Regions from separate parts of the Salmo salar genome. Here region 2 is linked to region 1. A link is a contact called in public Hi-C data. All regions are on one chromosome and are shown on one strand. Each heading gives the region's core, a stretch centred on a gene start, on an enhancer-like site or on the middle of the called end of the contact. The rest is flanking DNA. Distances are from core to core; before and after follow the strand shown.

Evidence for each region. A called contact is a pair of places that touch in the nucleus more often than the background predicts.
Region 2: a contact with region 1 is called in a Hi-C map of gill, with 3 times the contacts expected there. The contact joins the promoter of chac1 here to the promoter of LOC106608268 in region 1. A contact is called at or near these places in 2 of 3 Hi-C or Micro-C datasets (blood and gill).

What each region holds. Positions count from the first base shown.
Region 1 is chrssa06:87,340,619-87,347,237 of Ssal_v3.1, reverse strand. It overlaps LOC106608268 (zinc finger FYVE domain-containing protein 1), which reads left to right and starts at 4,155. Exons shown (of 13, transcript XR_006770347.1): 1 at 4,155-5,406. pigh (phosphatidylinositol glycan anchor biosynthesis, class H) reads right to left here and starts at 3,922. Exons shown (of 4, transcript NM_001140688.1): 1 at 3,519-3,922; 2 at 2,777-2,986; 3 at 2,395-2,478; 4 at 1,873-2,150. The coding sequence starts at 3,722. The coding sequence ends at 2,079.
Region 2 is chrssa06:87,548,495-87,555,607 of Ssal_v3.1, reverse strand. It overlaps chac1 (ChaC, cation transport regulator homolog 1 (E. coli)), which reads left to right and starts at 2,412. Exons shown (of 3, transcript NM_001140335.1): 1 at 2,412-3,053; 2 at 3,200-3,235; 3 at 3,437-4,484. The coding sequence starts at 2,874. The coding sequence ends at 3,823.

The DNA.
Region 1 (6,619 bases), core at 2,906-5,405:
TGTCCCCACATGCTTCAAGACGGCCACCACTGTTCCTGTACCCAATAAGGCAAGGTTAACTGAACTAAATGACTACCGCCCTGACTAACTGACTAACTTCTGTCATCATGAAGTGCTTCAAGAGACTAGTCAAGGATCATATCACCTCTACCTTATTTGTCAGCCTAGACCCACTTCAATTTCCTTACCGCCCCAATAGATCTACAGATGATGCAATCACCACTGCACTGCACACAGCCATATCCCATCTGGACAAGAGAATTACCTTTGTAAAAATGCTGTTCATCGACTATAGCTCAGCATTCAACACCAAGAGGGAGAGTGATGGAGTGCTGCATCAGATGACCTGGCCTCCACAATCACCCGACCTCAACCCAATTTAGATGTTTTGGGATGAGTTGGACCGCAGTGGGAAGGAAAAGCAGCCAACAAGTGCTCAGCATATGTGGGAACTCCTTCAAGACTGTTGGAAAAGCATTCCAGGTGAAGCTGGTTGAGAGAATGCCAAAAGTGTGCAAAGCTGTCATCAAGGCAAAGGATGGCTACTTTGAAGAATCTCAAATCTAAAATATATTTTGATTTGTTTAACACTTTTTTGGTTACTACATGATTCCATATGTGTTATTTCATAGTTTTGATGTCTTCACTATTATTCTACAACGTAGAAAATAGTACAAATAAAGAAAAACCCTTGAATGAGTAGTTCTGTCCAAACTTTTGACCGGTAGTATTTGTATATTTAAAACCAACTACTTTTAGTCCGAATGGATAATCATTTTAACAAACCTACATCGCAACCCATGTCAGCCCTAACTGTTCCCACCACTCTTGTTGGCGGAGAGCAAATGTTGCAGTTTTAAAGCTAATTTCCCGCAATTCTACACATTTTGCATGGTGCAGATATATTTTGTAGCTGTTTTAAAGCTAATTTCCTGCAATTCTATGCATTCTTCCATGTCTTATGTGTGTTTATATGATACCTGCGGTCCGTATTGACGCCGTTATGGAAGATCTAGACCATATGACAGTGTCTGTCTCTGTCTGTCTGTCTGTCTAGATCAGCTGGGTTCAGGCTCATCCTTAATATTTTTCTTTACCAACCATCTGCATAATTTGGCTGTAGGCCACTATGTCAGAAACACAAAAAAATTGCTTTTTTGGTCTTAAAAATATAGTGTTAGGCATAAGATAAGAAGTGCGTTTAAGGTTAGGGTTCAGTTTTAAATCAGATTTTACGATTAGTATTGCTGAACTTATTGCAGGACTGCCGGCTTTCCAAGTAAATAATAGCAACCTAGGATCCCCATTAGCCGACAGCGATGGGGACAGGTGGACGTGGTTCTGTTCCGAGTTAAAGGTGGTAGGTCCTGCCCTCTACTGGCGATGGAAAGAATAGCGGCTAGTGACAGTAATTTATTACATTTTTATTTTATTTAACTAGGCAAGTCAGTTTTAAGAACAAATTCTTATTTAAATTACATGATAAATACTATTAACTCTTCAAATGGAATACAATATCTGTAAATATATAATAATATAAAAATTTGCATCTAAGGAAAAAAGAGGTTATTTCTAAATTCATAGTTCCAACAGGAAATCCTTAAGTTATCGAGCTTATCAAGTAGGGACATAGTTACAGGTAAACACTGTTCAAGTAGATGTATCAAATTCTACGACATAGAAGTAAATAACATTAGGTAACACCAAATAAGGACTTACATTCATAAACTACTCTCTTACTGAGAATCTTAAGAGTATAGTATATTTTAGTGGGATCACCTAATGGATCCTGTCTTGCGTCACTAAAAACTGGTGTGTGGAAAATAACTTGAAAATAATAATTAAAAAGATAAAAGTAGATAAAACAATAATTTGACAGGTGTATCATCAGTTTTTCTTTCCATTGAGAATTGATAACATAATCAGAGAAATATTCAAAACATGTTGCATGACTTGGTATGCGGTGAAGTCAGTGGTTTGAAGCATTGGTATGCAGTGATGTCAGCGACTGTGCTTTTCCAACATGACGTCAATGTGGTTCACCCAGATGCCTGGTGACCAGGATGACATTATCACCATCAGCACTTAGCTAGAATCTCCTGGCAGCTCTTGTACACTTTGACCAGGCAGTTCAGCCTTGGTTTTGAGCTCTGAAAGAGGAATGAAAGGTAGACTATAATTAGACAGGTGAATATAGAGGTGAGAAAGGCTTCAACGCAGGGTAAAACTACATCAGATCCAAAGGTTTTATTTTATTACTTTTTTTCCTGTGAAGCACACAGGACATTTCACACGTCTGAAATGTGATGTATAAATAAAGCTTGATTTGATTTAGTTAGATACAGACATGCATTTTAAACAGTATGTTTGATGAATAATGATCCCGAAGCTCACCTGAAAGAGCGGGACCACGCTAGACACTGCCTCTGGATCTGAGGGGTCCTTCAACAGGATGCAAAGGTAGTAGATGACTGTTTGCTGGAAAAAAATGGGCATTTAAAATAAAATATAATAATACTGTATATACCATTTATCAGAATCTTTTATCCAAAGCGACTTTCATTGTTAGCTGTCCTGCCAATCATCAACGGTTAAGATAAGTCATAGCAGGATCCATCTAGATTCATCTGAACGAGAAGCAGTCAACGACTTTAGTGACGATCAAATCAACTGTGGAAATGTACCTTCATTGGCTAGATGACACAAACAGCTCAGTATCCTATTTCCTCACCATGTGAATAGCTTCATTAATTACTATGTCTTTGATTTTCCTCACCATGTGAATAGCTTCATTAATCACTATGTCTTTGATCTTCCCCATCTCTATGAAGTCTGTAGACTCCCTGCCGGAGGCGTAGCTAGAAGACACCTGGACACCCAGGGAACCAATGATGAGCAGCGTCTCATGGTCCACCTTCACAAAGTGGATGTGAACCATCATACCGACCAGGGTGATGATTATGGCACTGGAGAGAACGGCTGTGTTCTGGAGAGAGATGAAGAGACTGGCATTGAAGTAAAAAATATAAATAATTTCTCTGTAGACTCAGGGTGCGCCACATACAGCGACTTTGAGAAGAGACCAGCATTGAACTGATTGAACCACAACAGCCACAACAACAATAATACTTAGTTATTAGGTGTAGGCTATATTGTTAAATGATTAATCTAGCTTAGTAGGTTACCGACACTGGCCCTAAAGCACTATAGGGACACGCTTTTGTTCTAGACCTGCACTAACACACCTGATACAACCACACAACACCTGATGAGCAGTTGGTTGAATCAGATGTGTTAGTGTCAGGCCGGAACAAAATCCTGCACACCCAGTAGCTTCCAGGAACTGGATTGTTGACCACTGACGCAGGTGCCAGTGGGTATCTGGTGGGAGTCCCAAATGGAACCCTTTACCCTATATAGTGCACTACATTTCACGAGAGCCCCATGGGCCATGGTCAAAACTATTACACTGTATAGCGAATAGGGTGCCATTTGGGACTCATCCCTAGTCTCCTTACCTCAGTGACGAAGAATATGATGTAGGCCGATAGCCAGACGGCGCAAGTGTAAGCCATCACTCTGCCTATGGAGACTTTAGCCGAGCTAACCGTGAACTCCCTGCAGAAACCCGAGTGACTTTGACACTCCAGAGAGATGGCCTTGCCGTCGATGTCCGTGTAGGTTTCATCTTCCATGCTGTAATGCTGGTCACCGTTCTGCATAAACTCTGAATTACTGAATATCAATAGCTGGAAATGGAGTGATGTCTAGCTAACGTTAGCTATCGTCTAACTAATGTAGGCTAGCTCTAACGTCTTCAGTGAGTAAACAGCTTACTAGCTAGCTAACAATGTGGAGACTGAAAAAAACGAAACAAAATTAACAATGACTAACATATTTTCATACGCTAGTAGTTTACTTCAAAGCCAGCAAATATATGAATCCGGGAATGCACTTCCTCTCAGTATTGACTATTAATTGCACAAAACTAGGACAACATCGATGAGAAAACCTCTTTGACCTAACTGGCAAGCTACAAACTTTGAGGTGCATTGTGGGGAATGTAATCGATTCAAAACAACAACTCTTAGGAGTAATACTACATTTCCCAGGATGCTTCGCGGTCTCTAACCTTTGACTTCTGGATGAAAACAAGCCAATCAGCTGATGAAACTGTGAACAACATCAAGCTGTTGGGCAGCGAAGTTATCCTTACAAGATATATATATATTATATATATTATTATATATTTTTTTAAATACAACGGTATCTTTGTGATTGACACTACATACCATGTTTGTTTATTAAAAGAGTATTGAGTTATTTTGTGTTTAGGTTAGGAAACATCTGGGCAAACTAGCTAGCTGAATCTTTTTGGCTTGATGAAGGCTTTTGTTGATGGGTCGTTTCAGTTGATGTAGAGTAACTGACAAATATGTAAGTGTTTTCTTTTTATATATATATGCAGATTTGTTTTTGCACAGAGTCACCGTTGTCAATTTCTACTCTCAAAGTGGCTTAGCCAACAACAAACACTAGGCTAACTAACGTTAGCTAATGCCAATGTTATTTGGTGGTTGACAGCTATCGATTGCTTGCAGGTGGTGCTAGCTGCATGTCCGGACATGTATGTAGGAAATCGTTGTGATTGTTTTGCTGACAGACGGACAGATCTGTAACTTAGAGTCATTTGTTGTCAAAGTGATCTGCTAAGTGTTTTGGGGAGTATAGAACAGGGACTACTACCATAACGTACTAAAGAAGAAAACATTTAAATCTTTAACACCTTATAGACTATAGCCATAAACATATTCTACATCAGTCTGGTTTCGTTATCCTAGTATAGTTTTCGACTCTTCAGCAACAGTTCCTCAGGCACAGATTTATCGGCATAAAAGGCGCACTTGTTAGCAATACCACACCGAAGTGTTAATTATGAATGGTCAAGGTCCGTCTGTAGATAAGGGGATAAACACCATCCTGGTGTGTCAGGAGAGCTACGCCTGCGGCGGCTCAGACGACGACGCCTTCGAATGCGACGAGTGCGGAAGCCTGCAGTGTGTCCGCTGCGAGCTGGAGCTCCATCGTCAGGAACGCATCGCCTCTGGACACGTTCCTTTCTGTGACTCCTGTAAAGGGAACAACAGCGGATTTGGAGTGAACAGGGGAAGGCTGAGGGCAGTGGTGCGCTGCCAGGGCTGTAAGATTAACCTCTGTTTGGACTGCCAGAAGCGGACCCACAGCGGGGTGAACAAGAGGAAGCACCCCGTGACCCCCTACCCTCCTCCGGTGAAAGCCCAGGATAGTAGCCTGGATACTGGGGATGGAGGGGAGATGGAGGCCCTGAAAGCAAAACTGGAGAAGGTGTGCAGCTTCTTACTGGTGGATGAGAAGGAGGAGATGCAGGTGAGTGACATATTGTGTGCTTGTATGCATCCCAAATGACACCCTGTTCCCTATATAGTGTACTTATTTTTGACCAGGCCCCACAGAGTCATACTCAACCCCCTAACTAGACACTAATCAACCCCCTAACTGTAGACACTAATCACTAGGAACTTGTGTATATCTGAAAAGATTGGATGATAGGTATAAGGCAGTTTGCAATTTGACAATCTGTATGAAATGGACTGCCGGCTGTCCAAGAAAATATTGGTTAAGAAGACCAATAATCGTGTGAGTTTCAATCTTTGTGCAATCATGCCAACTCCTTGTCAGTCATTGACATGTCAATGAACAATGGAGCTGGTAAGCGCACAAACAGATCTGGGACCAGGCTATTGAAGTAGACAACAGATCTAGGACCAGGCTATAGAAGTAGACAACAGATCTGGGACCAGACTATAGAAGGAGACAACAGATCTGGGACCAGGCTATAGAAGGAGACAACAGATCTGGGACCAGGCTATAGAAGTAGACAACAGATCTAGGACCAGGCTATAGAAGGAGACAACAGATCTGGGACCAGGCTATAGAAGGAGACAACAGATCTGGGACCAGGCTATAGAAGGAGACAACAGATCTAGGACCAGGCTATAGAAGGAGACAACAGATCTGGGACCAGGCTATAGAAGGAGACAACAGATCTGGGACCAGGCTATAGAAGGAGACAACAGATCTGGGACCAGGCTATAGAAGGAGACAACAGATCTGGGACCAGGCTATAGAAGTAGACAACAGATCTGGGACCAGGCTATAGAAGGAGACGACAGATCTGGGACCAGGCTATAGAAGTAGACGACAGATCTGGGACCAGGCTATAGAAGTAGACAATGATCTAGGACCAGGCTATAGAAGGAGACAACAGATCTGGGACCAGGCTATAGAAGGAGACAACAGATCTGGGACCAGGCTATAGAAGGAGACAACAGATCTGGGACCAGACTATAGAAGGAGACAACAGATCTAGGACCAGGCTATAGAAGTAGACAACAGATCTGGGACCAGACTATAGAAGGAGACAACAGATCTGGGACCAGACTATAGAAGGAGACAACAGATCTAGGACCAGGCTATAGAAGGAGACAACAGATCTGGGACCAGGCTATAGAAGTAGACAACAGATCTGGGACCAGGCTATAGAAGGAGACAACAGATCTAGGACCAGGCTATAGAAGGA
Region 2 (7,113 bases), core at 1,163-3,662, 210 kb before region 1:
ATAAAGGGTCTGAATAATTATGTAAATGTGATAGTTCAGTTGTTTATTTTTTATACATTTGCAAACATTTTCTAAAAACCAGTTTTTGCTTATGAGGTATTGTGTGTAGATTGATGGGGGGGAAAACTATTTAATCAATTTTAGAGAAAGGCTGTAATGTAACAAAATGTGGAAAAAGTCAAGGGGTCTGAATACTTTCCGAATGCACTACACGTATCTGAAACACTAAGAAAATAATTGAATCAATAAATATTCAATGAATATTTATTTAATATTCCTTCATTGGTTCATCAGGTTGGCATTATTATGTGAACTTGAACAAGGCCTGGGCTCTTTTTAGAAACATAATTGGGGGGGAACAATCTCAATCGACATTGAAAGGACTAAAACCCAATCAAAATGTTGTAGAAATTACAATGAACCTACATTTACAGTCTGTTCACTCTGTCCAGCATGATGACAGTCAATGAAAGCTAGACAGTCAGGCGATGGACTATTTTGTTGCCGTGAAAATATAATCAATTTAAAGTGCGGACCTTTGTGAAGACCGAATGCGGCAAAACAGCCCTGAACTAGGCTTAATACAGTACATTGAGAGGAAGTGGATGGATCTGACTCAATCCTTGAAAGGCATGGCTGGTGTGATAGGAGATTTACATTGACTGTACAAAACGAGGTGTCGAAAGCATTCCACGTGGATGCTGGCCCATATTGACTCCAATGCTTCCCACAGTTGTGTCAAGTTGGCCGGATGTCCTTTGGGTGGTGGACCATTCTTGGATACACACAGAAAACTGTTGAGTGTAAAAAACCTAGCAGCGTTGGAGTTCTTGACACAAACAGGCACCTACTACCATACCCCGTTCAAAGTCATTTAAATCTTCTGTCTTGCCCATTCACCTTCTGAATGGCAGACATACGCAATGCATGTCTCAATTGTCTCAATGCTTTAAAATCCTTCTTTAACCTGTCTCCTCCCCTTCATCTACACTGAGTGAAGTGGATTTAACAAGTGACATCAATGAGGGATCATAGCTTTCACCTGGATTCACCTGGTCAGTCTATGTCACGGAAAGAGCAGGTGTCCTTAATGTTTTGTCCACTCGGTGTAAATCTCTGCAGAGGAAAGGCTTGTACACAGTAGACTTATAATAAACAGCTGACACAGAGGTCTGAATCGTATCATACAAGCTAATGCCAAGCTATTTATATATAATCTTGTATTAAGATTCTCCTGCTTGATACAACTCATGGATCGACTATAGTAACTAACATGGCTTTTGTTTAATTTAAGCTAGTCTGGAGCTCGTCCAGACAGTTATTCTCATCAGTTTCATGGTGCTTGCAGCAGTGAAGTACAGTACAGTGTGAAGGAAGGCACATCCTGTATATTACAGTAGACCTATAGGCTACTTGTCTAGGCAGATTTGAACAATGTCTAGCCCACAGCCTAGAGTGCACCATAGACTTATATAATTGGAGTGCACGTGGCTTTTACAGCTAGCTGAGTGAAAGAGGAAAGAGGGAAGGAGGATACAGTACGTGGTGTTGGCCTTGGTTCGTGCCATTGGATATTTGAGTTGAGTATACAGTAGGCTAGGTTACAGTACTGCACCATGGCCCCGGTGTAAACCAACATGTATGACGCAGAGGAAGCGCACTCTGATGTCACAGGCACATTAATAAACCCCCCTCCCCATCCTCAATCACACACACACGCTCCGTCGCACACACACACACATCTGCGAATGCATACCCAGACACAGACAAACGTAGGCCGAATTGCATGCATGTATAGGCTACCATAAACACGATCCAAACAAGTCCCTCAAGAACACTCTGATTTGGCTCATTCCTTATTTTCTAGGGATAGGCCTCCAATCATTCAAAATCTAATTTAGGCCTAAACCTTCATTGACCTTTCACTATTTGTCCACTTGACTTTATTAGTATATTTTCCATGTTAAAAGATAAGATTGTTCAACTCCCCCAATTTGAGAGGCTTGTTATCTACTATGAATCTGATGCAATGTCTCGGGCTATTGACTGGCCTGAAACGCTGAAGTAAATTGCATCAGCCAGTCATGGATAATGAGATGCATAGTTGTCTGGAGTGACAGTATAAAAGTACCCAATCAGAGGTTAGTCTGTTATGATTGATGCTTTACAAGCTAATCGCTGCAAGGCATGGGCGTGTTTTAATTTTAGCCTCAACGCCAATAGAATTTGAGCATGGTTTGCGAATTCCCTACGTATTTGGGACACGCATCTCTGATTCGCTACCAGCTCGTGAAAATCAGCCTCTCTGAGATATAATTGGTTGAAAACGTAGTCCTGTTGTCAAACACATTTAGACTCTTGGCTATAAAGCTTCCGTGAGAATACGCCATTTGCTAGCGAGAGAACGACTACACGACTGAGGGTAAAGCTTTCTCCGAAGAAACCTCAAGAACAACTCCTTTTTTTATTTTTTAAAACGGTTTTTATAAATAAATTCTCGGTTCGTCGTAAACTACCGGCTGGCTTGGATAGCTAGCCAAACGGTTTTTGCCTGTTTTATTTTGATACGAAAAGCTAGCCAAGCGGCTACTATGGATTTTTAAGTCAGTATGCGGCGAAACTAATGCATCGGCATGCATCGTGCAAGGCAAAACGGACTCCGATACTCCATCTTCACAACTGCCAAGCAGTTGGGCTCAAATACCGTCCGCGGTATCACTGTGAGCCAACCGATACCGCTCCTCCTTGATCGAAGGAAGCTAACATTACCTAGTTAGCTAATAAATTGAATCATCAACCCAATTATTCTTCAATTATATATATATTTTTTTTTACCGTCGCTTCATTTGAAAATCAATTAGTTCCCGACCAAAATGAAGCCTAAAGATATCATCGCCGGTAAGACCAGCCTGACTAGTCTGTGGATCTTCGGGTACGGCTCTCTGGTGTGGAAGCCTGACTTCAAATACAAGAGTAGCAAGGTAGGCTACATCCATGGCTACAAGAGACGCTTCTGGCACGGAGACAACTTCCATCGTGGAAATGATGACCTAGTAAGATGAATATCAATATTTACTATGACCATAAAGTATTGTTTCGTGTACAGTTTGATACCACGCCCTGATGTGGCCGCTGTGCTACATGGTTAACTATTGCTTTAGTCTATGTTGTTGCTGACCTATTTTTCTCTCCTACGTAGCCCGGAAGAGTGGTGACGCTGATTGAGGATGATGACGTAAGTGGAACTTCCTCCTAAATGATGCCTTTTAGGGTTATGTACTTTCCATACAACTCAAAACCTTATCACTCATTTCCATATTTATTAATGCAAAGTATCCACTTCTTTGAATGACCTGTCTAACAGACATCTCTAGCTGTTCTTCTAGACAAAATGTCAGCTTGAATGAAGTGTCTAATGATGTTTTGCTTCCAATAGGCAACTACCTGGGGCGTGGCCTTCGAGGTGACCGGTTCCCAGGTCGAGGAGGCCCTTAAGTATTTGAATGTGCGCGAGGCCGTGTGCGGCGGTTACGTCACCAAGCTCGTTGACTTCATCCCCGAGGATGACCAATCGAACCAGACCCGACAGGCTCTCCTCTACATTGCTACCCCAGACAACCCACTCTACCTGGGGCCCGCCAGCCCTGAGGTGATAGGGCACCAGATTGCCACCAGGCAGGGCAAGACGGGTCACAATCTGGAGTACCTTCTCCGCCTGGCTGAGTTCATGAGGAGGCGCTGCCCTCACGTGGACGACCCACACCTGTTCTCCATCGAGGCTGCTGCTCTGGCCCTAGTGCCATACCTGCTAGGGGCCCAGTAGACCGTACCCTTCCATCTATACTACCATTAGGGCTCCTATAGGTACCCTAGTACATATGGTGAATTAGTGCCTGATGTAGGGAATAGGGTGCCATTTGGGATATATCCTTAGTGTAAATGTGTTATCTGTAACAGGCTAGCCCAGTCCGTCTCTAAACTCCTAGAAACGGATGTGCTCCAGTCCTTTGTATTTGTAAAACCTGTAATGGTGTAGCTTGTCTTATCCCATCCACTGTTAACCTGAGGCCATAAAGGACTGACTTGAAGAGGTACAAAGGGAAGCATGCACTTTGAGTTGAGCCTGCCTGCCTCATTATTCATTTTTTTTTTTACCCGAGCATGAATATTACGTTGGTGTGAAGTTACTTTGTCAAGCCAGACAACTTAGGGGAATCTATGTACTAGATGTCACTGACCAAACGGTTCTATCTGTTCAGTTCTGGTTTAGGCACTACTGTATTTTTCAGTCTTAAATGGGACACTGCTTTAATGGTTGTCAATTTCATGTCCATGAATGAAATACTGATGTAGCTACTGTCATTTGAACTATAGTCACTCATTTACCAACTGGCTGATATGTTACACCTTTGTTGTAAAAGGTTGCTTTTAGTGAAGTTAAATCCAGTCGATTAACAGATCGCACCAATAAATGGTCAAAACAGCCTTTGTTATGTTTTCATTCCTAATCATGGTCCATAGCTGTAAGTAGGCAGTGTGCCGATCTACCCAAAAAGAACTGTCTTCCACCAACCATAGTGTCATCTCAACTTGGTATGTGGCTGTACCAGCACTCCTATACAACCACTGCAGTAGACTGAAATACGACAAGTTGAGGTGAGAAACCCATTGGCTCCATGTTTGGATAAACATGAACTACACCCTGCTGAATGTTGACTGAGGGAACATACAGTACTCATGACAAGGTGTCAACCAAATGCATACTTACACAGAGCACTCCCAAACATCTCACCAGAACACACTTCAGAGTACAACACACAGTGCTCCCATTGGCTGGCACATGTCCTTTTGGGTGTGACACAAATCAGACTATAGGTCCAGTCTTGCGTAACCTGTTACCGGGGGTGACGGTGGCTCCCTGGAAGTCCTGTGGTTGGAATCTGCAGCTCTCTGATAGGTAAAAAAAAAGCATCCGGAAGGACATGGAGACACAACAACACCTGAAGCCAATACTCCAGTAGAACATTAACAGAACATAGAGGGAACCTCATACGGTTTCTAGAACACTTTAGATAAATTAATTCTCTCTTTAGAAGAATTGCCATAACGGAAGGAGGCAGAAGATGTAAAATTGAGGAAGACTGAACAACAATCATTGTATATGGTAAAAACAGGTACACGTGTAAACATTGAGGAAATCCTCTTAACTTGACCATTCCAAGAATGACCATAGTGTACGATAAAGGATTTTGGAATTGACCAATGACATCACTTATAAGGGCCACTGACCAACTAAGCCATCTTGGGGGTTTCGTAACAGTCCATCAGTGTTCAGTTCATCTAATTGGTATCCTCGAGATCATTTACAACCATGCTTGAGTGTGACACACTGGACAAACCCTTCCACTCCTCTGAAAGAACATTACAAATAATAACCCTTCCACTCCTCGAAAGAACATTAAAGAATAACCCTTCCACTCCTCAAAGAACATTACAAAGAATAACCCTTCCACTCCTCAAAGAACATTACAAAGAATAACCCTTCCACTCCTCAAAGAACATTACAAAGAATAACCCTTCCACTCCTCAAAGAACATTACAAATAATAACCCTTCCACTCCTCAAAGAACATTACAAAGAATAACCCTTCCACTCCTCAAAGAACATTACAAAGAATAACCCTTCCACTCCTCAAAGAACATTACAAAGAATAACCCTTCCACTCCTCAAAGAACATTACAAAGAATAACCCTTCCACTCCTCAAAGAACATTACAAAGAATAACCCTTCCACTCCTCAAAGAACATTACAAAGAATAACCCTTCCACTCCTCAAAGAACATTAAAGAATAACCCTTCCACTCCTCAAAGAACATTACAAAGAATAACCCTTCCACTCCTCAAAGAACATTACAAAGAATAACCCTTCCACTCAAAGAACATTACAAAGAATAACCCTTCCACTCCTCAAAGAACATTACAAAGAATAACCCTTCCACTCCTCAAAGAACATTACAAAGAATAACCCTTCCACTCCTCAAAGAACATTACAAAGAATAACCCTTCCACTCAAAGAACATTACAAAGAATAACCCTTCCACTCCTCAAAGAACATTACAAAGAATAACCCTTCCACTCAAAGAACATTACAAAGAATAACCCTTCCACTCCTCAAAGAACATTACAAAGAATAACCCTTCCACTCCTCAAAGAACATTACAAAGAATAACCCTTCCACTCCTCAAAGAACATTACAAAGAATAACCCTTCCACTCCTCAAAGAACATTACAAAGAATAACCCTTCCACTCCTCTGTAAGAACATTACAAAGAATAACCCTTCCATTCCTCTGTAAGAACATTACAAATAATAACCCTTCCATTCCTCTGTAAGAACATTACAAAGAATAACCCTTCCACTCCTCTGTAAGAACATTACAAAGAATAACCCTTCCACTCAAAGAACATTACAAAGAATAACCCTTCCACTCCTCTCAAAGAACATTACAAAGAATAACCCTTCCACTCCTCAAAGAACATTACAAAGAATAACCCTTCCACTCCTCAAAGAACATTACAAAGAATAACCCTTCCATTCCTCTGTAAGAACATTACAAAGAATAACCCTTCCACTCCTCAAAGAACATTACAAAGAATAACCCTTCCACTCCTCAAAGAACATTACAAAGAATAACCCTTCCACTCCTCTGTAAGAACATTACAAAGAATAACCCTTCCACTCCTCTGAAAGAACATTACAAATAATAACCCTTCCACTCCTCAAAGAACATTACAAATAATAACCCTTCCACTCCTCAAAGAACATTACAAAGAATAACCCTTCCACTCCTCAAAGAACATTACAAAGAATAACCCTTCCACTCCTCAAAGAACATTACAAAGAATAACCCTTCCACTCCTCAAAGAACATTACAAAGAATAACCCTTCCACTCCTCAAAGAACATTACAAAGAATAACCCTTCCACTCCTCAAAGAACATTACAAAGAATAACCCTTCCACTCCTCTGAAAGAACATTACAAATAATAACCCTTCCACTCCTCAAAGAACATTACAAATAATAACCCTTCCACTCCTCAAAGAACATTACAAAG